Regions from separate parts of the Mus musculus genome. Here all the other regions are linked to region 2. The links are chromatin contacts, called in public promoter capture Hi-C maps. All regions are on one chromosome and are shown on one strand. Each heading gives the region's core, a stretch centred on a gene start, on an enhancer-like site or on the middle of the called end of the contact. The rest is flanking DNA. Distances are from core to core; before and after follow the strand shown. Region 1 overlaps Wdfy3 (WD repeat and FYVE domain containing 3). Region 2 holds the start of Coq2 (coenzyme Q2 4-hydroxybenzoate polyprenyltransferase). Region 3 holds the start of 9430085M18Rik (a long non-coding RNA gene).

Evidence for each region. Promoter capture Hi-C pulls out the DNA fragments that hold promoters and counts their contacts.
Region 1: a promoter capture Hi-C map of the C10 cell line shows a contact between it and region 2, with 10 times the contacts expected there. The contact joins the enhancer-like site here to the promoter of Coq2 in region 2. A contact is called at or near these places in 5 of 39 promoter capture datasets (the C10 cell line, hippocampal neurons, liver and 1 more) and 1 of 115 datasets of contacts at active chromatin or transcription factors (astrocytes).
Region 3: a contact with region 2 is called in a promoter capture Hi-C map of hippocampal neurons, with 4 times the contacts expected there. The contact joins the promoter of 9430085M18Rik here to the promoter of Coq2 in region 2. A contact is called at or near these places in 7 of 39 promoter capture datasets (the 3T3-L1 cell line, cranial neural crest, frontonasal cranial neural crest and 3 more), 1 of 484 Hi-C or Micro-C datasets (the Ba/F3 cell line), 1 of 115 datasets of contacts at active chromatin or transcription factors (embryonic stem cells) and 2 of 9 other capture datasets (adipose tissue and embryonic stem cells).

What each region holds. Positions count from the first base shown.
Region 1 is chr5:101,936,640-101,940,044 of GRCm38.p6, forward strand. Wdfy3 (WD repeat and FYVE domain containing 3) reads right to left here. Exons shown (of 67, transcript NM_172882.3): 14 at 643-1,100. Among named protein-coding and RNA genes, the nearest start is that of Gm42135, 9.5 kb to the right of the region's middle. Within about 2 kb of position 2,067, at least 49 of the 459 cell types and tissues checked have an H3K27ac peak or open chromatin away from gene starts, as enhancers often do.
Region 2 is chr5:100,672,295-100,675,603 of GRCm38.p6, forward strand. Coq2 (coenzyme Q2 4-hydroxybenzoate polyprenyltransferase) reads right to left here and starts at 1,962. Exons shown (of 7, transcript NM_027978.2): 1 at 1,695-1,962. The coding sequence starts at 1,947.
Region 3 is chr5:101,701,782-101,705,156 of GRCm38.p6, forward strand. It overlaps 9430085M18Rik (a long non-coding RNA gene), which reads left to right and starts at 1,768. Exons shown (of 3, transcript XR_001785073.2): 1 at 1,768-2,329.

The DNA of each region.
Region 1 (3,405 bases), core at 817-3,316, 1.3 Mb after region 2:
GCCCGATTTCTCCATCACAGAATGCGTCACCTTACACTACAAATATTCACGTGCACGTTACCCATGAACGATGACCGGGACCCAGATGGTACTGTGCAGAGTTAATATCTCAGGGCCCGAATGTACAGTGGCCTGGCATGCAGCAAGCACTTGTTCCCTTCCTGAAGGACTAGGTAAACGATTCTGATGGACACTTGCCTGGGATGCCCCAGTGTCGCATGTCTCTTGGGGAGGCATGCCATCTCTCAAAGACTATGAAAGTGTGACAGTCTATCTGCAATCACCTGGCAATACGTATCACAATAACCATGTTGTCCGGTTGGTGACCAGGATGAACGCACCCACACACACCTAGTGTTCTCTGAGAGTAAGGAACAACACTCATGGCTCAAAAGGAAACATCCTAGAAGCTGTTCTGTTAAATGCAATGGGCGCAAACTGAACGCGCATTTACTCAAACACACGCTCCTGTGCTGCAAACTCGACGCCCGGACGAGGCTAGGAAGGGTCCTGAGCAGAGTGACAGACCTCAAGTAAATAGAAGATTCACTGGTTTTCACCCTCCTTCCAGTTAACCGGAGTCTAATGCTGAGGCTGTGCTGGGCACAGCCTGCAATTCAGACAGCAAAGCGGGGCCCATACCTGTCAAAAGAATCTGTGGCCACTTTGTAGAGATAGATAAAGAGTTTACTGCAGTGCCGCAGGGTCGGTGACACAGAGTCCACGGACACCGCCCCTTCCTCCAGCAGTCTCTGGAAAGGCTGCGTGTTTGACGGGAAGACGTTCACGGCACTTATTTTCCTGAGGTCTGAGAAGCAGCCAAGGAAGCGGACAGCGTCCGCCAGCTTTTCGTACTGTATCTCGGTCTTGAAGAAGTGCGAGTTGGCCGGCTCATAGCGCAAGGCTGCCGTCAGCGTGCAGAACACAGTGTGCAGGAGCTCCAACACCTGGCTCTGGCTCACCTTCTCCCAGCCGTTCTTGGGAGGAGAGCTCAAAGACCTCTCCATAGCAACGAGCAAGGATGTAATGTACACAAACCCTCCCACTTTCCTAAAGACTGTTCTTGAACGGTGGCTTTCTCGAAGGACGGACAGCAGGGCCTGCAAGGAGAGAGAAGGGAAACCGGTAAAATACATAGTGTGACATCACATGACCACGAAAGCTTGGGACTGTGTAAGTGATTATCAGGTGGGTTATTCTAAGGGGGAAGACAAGGAAGCGCAGCTGAGACCTGAGGGCTCTGATTCAGGCACAGTTTCTCAGGAGAGAGGACTTAGACATCTGTCTCTCTAGAAAGAATTAGAACCTGAGGCCGAAAAAAGGACCCTGCCCCATCTGACCTAATAACCACAGTGAAAGCAAGCCGTCCTGTCACCCACTCGGTAACACCTGATTTAAGTATGCAAGGCACCAACACTAGGCACCCTCACACTCTGCCTTCCGTAGTTGCTCAACAGTGCAGTGTGTTATGTAAGGCGGGGGCTTCTTAGCCAAAAGCCTTAGGTCCAGGAAGTCCTTCAGCTGTTTTCAGAGTACACATGCAATGATATACCTTAAGTCTGAACAGGAAATGTGTGTGTGTGCGTGTGTTTAAATACTTTTATCTATGACACAAAGCTCTACCGTAGGGGATTCTCTACATGGGACATCATGTTAGAAAGCTCTAGGATTTGAGGCTGGAGTGATGACTCAGCAACTATGAACACGGGCTGCTCTTGCAGGGGACCCAGCTTCAATCCCCAGCGCTACACGGGGGAGTCCCAGGTGTCTGTAACCAGGGGCCCAACATCCTTCCTCTTTCAGCCTCATAGGCATGTGGTGCACAGGCATCTACGCACTGAACAACAAATGTTTCTTAAGTTTTAGAGTTTGGAGTTCTTTTAAATTTTTGATTTTCAAAACGGCTGTTACCACCACCACCACCACCACCACCATCACTGCGTGAGGAACTATGGTGATTTTTAAAGTTATCAAGGATTCTGCACTGGGTTAAATGAATGGCCAGGGAAGGCTTAAGCTTAGGGAATTCCACTTCCCTAAATGCATCTACACACAATGTCGTGTTGTCCTGCTCTGTGGACTGACATCTGTCGACCTACGTTTCCGTTCTTATGACAACAACACTCTGCTGATCCGTCTTAATATCAGCAGCTGTGGTATTTCAGAAGGTCATTGTCTTCAAATATTACATGTTTCTAAGGGAAGCCAAAGACCGGGAAAGGCCATGCGCTAATACAGGTTACAACTGCATACAGTGTATGTAGCCATCTGGGAAAGGCCATGTGCTGATACAGATATAACTGCATATATTATATGCAGCTGTCCATATGACACACACCACTTCAACAATGATAAAGACTTCACTATATACTAAAACTTAGTTATTTTAAAAGAAACTATATAAGCTGTGCATATTACTAAAACACCTAGTATGTTCCTTCCACTCTTTTGCTGGGAATTTCCATTTTAAAAAGTATTTGGTAGCAACAGCATTTCTTTGTTGTCAAGTTTAGTAAATTATATTCTTAACAATTATAATTCCTGTTAAGACATTCCAACATTATAACAATCTTAAGGTTATGATATGGAGTGGATGCAGATCAGAGTCGAATGCAGGGATTCCAACTCTGGCTCCAACAGTAAACTGCGTTATCATAGCACTTACTCTGCCTGCCTGTGTCATGGCTTTCAGTGAGTATGAGAGAGATAATTAGAACTCTCCAAACACACACACACACACACACACACACACACACACACACACACACACACAGAGTTTTGTAAAGTGGCTGGCACATAAAGCTATCACTATTTTAAAGACACTAGGGCAAAATGTAACAAGTACATGACATGTGTAACTTTAACAACAAGGACACGAGAAATGACTCTACTGTGAACACTGTCCTGTCACAGGCCTGGGGGGGCGCAGCCCACTACACACTGAGGTTAGCATACACTGTTGAGTGGACTGTCACAGGCCTGAGGGCCCAGCCCACTACACACTGAGGTTAGCATACACTGTTGAGTGGACTGTCACAGGTCTGGGGACACAGCCCACTACACACTGAGGTTAGCATACACTGTAGAGTGGACTGTCACAGGTCTGGGGACACAGCCCACTACACACTGAGGTTAGCATACACCGTAGAGTGGACTGTCACAGGTCTGGGGACACAGCCCACTACACACTGAGGTTAGCATACATTTCCCTAAGAAAGTGGTTGCTTGCTGAAGATGGAAATCGTATCTAGAAATCATGGATCAGTAAGTTAATGAAAGCATAAGAATTTTAACGACTCTTCTGACTTAGGCAGATGCTACTGAAATGCAAAAGGAGGTTTCTAGAGAAAGCCCATTAAGACTCTTTCGATTAAAACTTTGTTTCTCACACTGCAGAAGTTAAAA
Region 2 (3,309 bases), core at 712-3,211:
AGAAACAATGGCAGCTGTTGATCTGTCCTGCGTGTCTGCAAGTCTCTCTTGTAGCTTTGTCACCCAGAATCTAAGAACAGAATTATAAAATGCTTGTGTAAACCCTGAATTATACAACACCCTAATAATGGCAGGCCTGCCTTCTATTTAATAGGTGTCTATAATCTCTTGTTGCAGTGATTCGGTGCTTAAAACCCACACAGGGAGCATTCACATCTAGAATATCAACAGTGACACCTGGCTACTGCCACCCCACCCACTTTGTCACCTGGACGCTGAGGCAAGCTCTGGAGTTTGTGGCCAACCTGCAGTACAAAGCAAGCCCTTGTCTTATGCAAAATAAAACAGGTCCAGCCAGGCATGGAGGAGAGTGCCTGCAGTCCTAGCAACTGGGAAATGGAGGCAGGAGGTCAAGGTTAGCCAAAGACACATATGGGACCCTGTCCAAAAACAAACACCAAACCCAAACGGGGCCACGTTGGGGGTCCTGGATAGGTAAAGGCAGAACAAATAAGTTTGGCATTTGGATGTTCTTCCATACGCTGAAACTGTACATACTGACATCTAGATTAGCTGGAATTCAGTTGTATCCCTCTTCCTACATCTTTCCAGGGTTGCAGGTCAGGCTCCTAGTCTTAATGTTTCAGCACTAAGTCTGTTTGTTTGGCTTTTATTTCAGAATATAAAGCCCAGACTGACTTGCAACTTGAATCAGCCCTCCTGCCGTTGGATGTTAGACTATAGATGTGAGCCACCATATTTAGCTACCCTTGGATTTTGAAAATATTTCTCCAAGACCTCTCTACTCTATAATATAGCATTTCCTTTGGAGTACTATTTTTTTCAGTTGTTCGAACTCTGGAGACAGTAAGTTATTTTTCTTTTCCTGTGCATGACCTATACCTCTGATACTTTTCCATACTTTCCTAGGTTATCAACTGTCTTTTCCAGCCAGAAACAAATTCTTTCAAAGCTGGTAGTTTTCCTAGCTCATTCTGTCACTAAGGCCAGGTGACTTCATCTACAACTCCGGGCATCGTTTTACCAACTAGACAGAAACCTTGCGTGCAGACGGAGCTTATATTGTGTCACAGGTGTCAATAGTCCGTGAGCACTTTGATGAAAAAGACTGAGAAAAAGAAGGTCATAGAGAGGCTTGTGTGAGTTTACGTTGGCGGGCAATTCTAAAGCACGATAACCCGGCTGTGTTCAGATGCTCTCAATCTTTGTAACCGGTGATGAGGGGGAAAAAAAGCCCAGTAGTAACACTTTTGGGGTCCTTCTGGTCTGGCTCTGACGAGGAGCCTTGATTTCAATAGTCTTACTTACATGCCCCTTGGGCCTTACATAATTGGAGGCAAAAATCGAAAACTAATGAATGCAGAAATGCTTCAAAACTGCAAATCAACAATCAAAAGCTTCGTGAAAGCAAAGGAGCACCTGCTCACATCTGAATGGGGTAGGAGTGGTCTGGAGTTTGTGGAATGGTCTGGGAATATGTGATTATCAACGTCCGCCTCCGGGACTCCCGGCTCAGAGCGAGGGAAAATCTGCGTGTCCCTGGCTAAGGTCCTGACCGAGTCCCGAGGGGACTGGCCCAATGGGTGCATCGCAGCGGAGTCGCGGTCACTGCGGCCCTGCTCCTCAGGCAGGCAGGCTGTCGAGCGCAGCGCAGCCCAGCCCGCCCCACTCACCTATGGGCTTGTCCAGGCGCATGAGGCGCAGGTAGGGCTGCAGCGGGCGGGGCGCCGAGTTCACCACGGCCGCGGCCGACAGGCTGAGAGCTCGGCCCCGCTGCGTCCCGGGGGCCGGGGCTCGCCGATCCCGCGCGCCCGGAACCCCTGCGCTGCGCACCAGGGCCAATGGGAGCCCGCGCGGACCTCGCAGCCATGCGGACCGAACGGCCCGCAGGCCCCGCGCGAGCCCCGCGCCTCCCCAGCGCAGCATGGCGCCAGGCTGGACGCCGGTCGGTGGCGTCATCCAGGGCGACGGGCCGCGGGCAGGCATGCGCAGTGGTGGCGCGCGCGCTCCTGGAACTGGATTTACAGACCGGGCTGAGCCGTATGGTGCTAGAAATCAAACCTGGGTCCTCTGTAAGGAGAGCAGCAGGTGCTGTTCACCGCTGAGCCATCTCTCCATCTCCAGGCTTCTTAATGAACTCAAAAGGAGAGTGTTTGTTTATTTGTATGGAATAGTTCTACCATAAAAAGAAAAACTTAAGTCCAAAAATGTTAACTACATGGAATGTTCACCTTCTAACACTAAAAGGGAAACAAAAAGCCAAATCAAATTATGTAAATTTTTATATATGTATATTCATATATACATATACTCATATATATACATATATATGAATTTAAGTATATCTATCTATATCTATATACTTAAGGGAAATTCTTTACTCGAGGTGAACCTAAGTTTGACAGCTAAAAAGGATGCAGTTTCACTCAAGAACAACTTCATAACCAGGTGGTGGTGGCGCACTCCTTTAATCCCAGCACTCGGGAGGCAGAGGCAGTCAGATCTTTACGTTTTCGGCCAGCTTACTAAAGAGTGAGTTCCAGGACAGCCAGAGCTACACAGAGAAACCCTGTCTTGAAAAATAAAACAAAGAAAAACAAAACAATAACCAACTTTATGCGACCCTTGTTAATATAGTTGGCCGTTGCATGTTTGCAGGTACCTGGTATGTGTTATTCCACGGTAACCCCTCACTGACTGGCTCTGGACAAGTCGCTTATCTGGATTTTAGTGTTTTGAGATGGTGGTGTATCCTTTTCGGTGCCCTTCCTTAAAGCCTATGAAGTGAGTTCTGTGATCCTGGCCTGGCGCTTGAGGAAGGTGCAGCAGGGGGCGCGCTGGCCTTTGCAGTCTGGGAAGCGCTGCTGGTCCTTTGATCTTTTAGCTCCATCTGCTGCTTGCCAGTTGAGCTCCTCTACAGGTTTGCGGCCTTTGAGGCTCCTTTCTTTTCCCAAAAGTTGCCTCCACGCTGTTTATTTTCAAGCACCCTTTCAGGTAGCATAGGTGCCGCCATGCCAAACACGAGGCTCTTTCACACTTGCACACTATTTCCATTTGCCTGGAGTTCCCAACACAATATTTAAAATGCAAAAATCATTGCGAATGCTTTCTATTTTAGAGGGAAAGGATGATAAAGCTGTTTTTTAAAATTGCTTTTTTTTTATTTGAAAAAAATGTATTTTAAAGTCCACTAACTTTTTCACTCTCAAACCCATTTCAACTTGTCCTGCAGTGGTAGTAGGACATTATAAAAGTAAAGACTAGACTGAGTCCAAAGAATAGTTATTA
Region 3 (3,375 bases), core at 518-3,017, 1.0 Mb after region 2:
GATCGAAGACAACGAAAACAGCAGCACAACCAACAATAAAACACAGAAAATGAAGAACTCGTGAGGTCATACGTTATGTAGAAAGATAGACGAGAGATCTGGAAAGGTGAAGAGACGATAGATTTGATACATGTTCTCTCTGGTGGCTTCAGTGAGGAAATCCTCCTTGTGTGTCTAAATGCTTGCTCCCATGATGGTGATGCTATTTGGGGGAGGTTATGAAGCCTTCAGGAGATGAAGCCTCACTGGAGGAAGTGTGTCAGTGGGGGGGGGGGAGAGTGTGAATGGACTTTGAGGGTTTAAGTCCTTACCCTACTTTCTGATCCCTGACCCCTCTTCTATCTCTGTCTCTCTCTTCTCTCTGCCTCTCCGTCTTTCTCTATGTGTTTCTCTCCTCTCCCCCTCCCTCCTTTTTCTCTCCCTCCCCTTCCCCCCCTCTCTCTCTTCCCTCCTTTCTCTCTTTCTCCCTCTCCCCTCTCCTCCCTTCTTTCTCTCTCTCCTTTCCTTCCCTCCTTCCTATGTGTGGATAGACAGTGATGATCAGCAGCCCTCCTTCTCTCTCTCTCTCTCTCTCTCTCTCTCTCTCTCTCTCTCTCTCTCCTTTCCTGCCCTCCTTCCTGTGTGTGGATAGACAGTGATGATCAGCAGCCCTCCTTCTTTGTCCTCTTGGACTCCCCTCTGGAGTCATAAGGCACAGCAACGCTCTCCTCCTAAATTTGCCTTTGGTCCAGATATTGATCACACTGACAGAAAAGGGATATTAGTCCAGGATCTCTCCAGCAGGAGACTGCTAGGGGCACATTAGTAAAAACAAGAGTGTTGGCATTCACAAGGAAGGTTCCACAGTTTTATCACAGAGAGACTGGATCACGTGAAGTACACCGATGGATTCTAACCCAGAGAGAACTTTTGATCAAGACTGGTGTTTTCTTCCCTCCTCTTGCATCATAGCTTCAAGGGAAGCAACCGTAATCAAAATCCCACAGGGAGAAGCTAGGTTAGTTCTTGATCTGCTGAGCTCAGGTAACTCAGCCAAGGAGCAGATGGTTCTGGTATGACTCCAGGTGCAGGCTTCAGAAGAGTCTCACGTGAGACATGTCCCTCCTCATAATGCGGGCTGACCACAAGGACAAGCAGAAAAGCCAGACGACGAATGCCCTGACTCATTGAAAGAGGGGACAGTAATCTTCGACACAACCAAATCAGGGTCAGAGACGAAGTTCAACGGCAGAGCACGTGCCTAAATCACACAAGGTTTAGTGAGGATTCAAGCCCAGCCATACAAAAGCATAAATAAAACCAAAAAGCTGTCCAAATCATAAAAGATAAAGGCCATGGAAATACAAATTAAAGGTATAAGCATTTGACAACTTAATGCAATACACATTTCTCTCCCGATTCTGTCCAGGAAGGATAAAATGGCCGAAAGTTCATTTTTTAGGAGAATGGACAAAACTGAAATCTGAATGAGCAATTTCAGAGTATGGCACAGTGTAAATTTATTGGGCTAGATTACCGGTAAGAGAGGGAGAGGGAGGGGGAGGGGGAGGGGGAGGGGGAGGGGGAGGGGGAGGGAGAGGGGAGGGGGAGGGGGAGGGGAGGGGGAGAGTGAGAGAGAGAGCGAGAGAGAGAGAGAGAGAGAGAGAGAGAGAGAGAGAGAGAGAGAGAGAGAGAGAGAGAGAGAGAGAAACATACACTAAAGTACACAGGGGCAAAAAGAGAGGTATTTTCCTTTAAAAGGCTCAGAAAGAGCGTGCGTGGGCGTGAGCGCATGCGTGCATGGGGTCTGAGGAGCTGATGAGTCAGCAGTGGCGGTGGCGTGGAAGCCATGACCGCCACTAAACACTGCACCTGAACTGGCTGAGGTGGTAGCTGTTAAAGTCTGAAAGAAAATATAACTGTAAGCAGGTCACAGAAATACAGGGCGAACAAATAGTAAAGCGACAGGATAAAGCGGAGGTGTGAGTCCATCTGTCGTCACCGCAACAAAATACCCGAGGAAATGTGGAAAACCTTGTGCTGTCTCCTGCTTCAGAGGCACCAGCCCTAGGTCACGCTCAGCCTGGGCCTGTGGTGAGATCCACCTCACAGCAGAAGTTTGTGTTGCTCTCTCACACTAACGGTTTGAGAATTTGATCCCTTCTGCTACCTAGAAGCTGGTTGCCCCTGAGGTCCCTCCTTCCTCTAGCATACCACTCCTCAGAATGTCCAGAGATGACGCTGCAAGGACCCGTCTGTGACGAACTAGGGCACTGAGGAGAGCGTTCTCCAGGTTCCTTCCTCTTCCTGCGTTGCCATTGTTACCGTGTGACATTCCAGGGTAGGAGAGGTGTGTTCCTGGGGGATGGGTGGGAGGGTGCGCGTGTGCATATGTGTGTGTGTGTACATGTGTATAAATACTACTGCAATCCTTGGTCAGGGCCCTGACACTGGGTATTCCAACATATTGGGTCCAGCCACTCACCTCCAAACCCAGAGAAAGTAGGTGTGAAAACCAGGAAAGGACATTTAGTCAGTAAAACCACAGCAGGAAGGAAGGGCAGCTGCTCCTGTCAGTGCTGTTCAGCGGGGCAGTCAAGAGCCCCCGAATTATCCAGGCAAGGAAAATTATCCAGGAATCAGAGGAAACACATGCCATTGGTCAGTCTTGGTTACACTCTGGTCTGGCTGATCCTTGTCTAGGGATTAGTAAAAGCACAGTAAGGAAGTTGCAGTTGCCTGGACACACTGTCAACTCTTGTACAAGGTGTTTGTCTATCCACCTAGAATTCTAGGTGACTGAAGGGGAAAATGTTTCAGAACAAGAGAGTCACAGTATATGGCCACGTCTGCTTCTGCCCTCTGCAATGCACCAGGCACCTACAGGCCCAAGTGAGTGCAGGCGCTTTTAGCCACAGCAGACTCTAGATCTTGCTTCCAAAAGGAGAGACAGGTGAAGGGAAGATGGATGGTAGTTTTGGAGTGTCTGTGGTTTTCAAGTGACAGGCTAGCTATGTAGCCCAGACTAGCTACAATCTCATGATCCTCCTGCTTCAGCCTCCTGAGTGCTGGGATGGCAGGCAACAGTGTGGGTGTTGTTTGTTGTTGTTGTTTAAGATTTATTTATTTAGTTAATGTATATAAGTACTCTATCTTCATGTACACCTGCATGCCAGAAGAGGGCATCAGATTATATTTATAGATGGTTGTGAGCCACCATGTGGTTGCTTGAAATTGAACTGAGGTCCTCTGGAAAAGCAGCCACTGATCTTAGCCTCTTAGCCATGTCTCCAGCCCAATGGTGTTCTTTCTATTAGGAAGGAAATGCACGCAAATAGCGACCCTTTGAATTTTGTAGCATTGCTTCAGGACTAACAGAAAATGCTTTGTAATTCT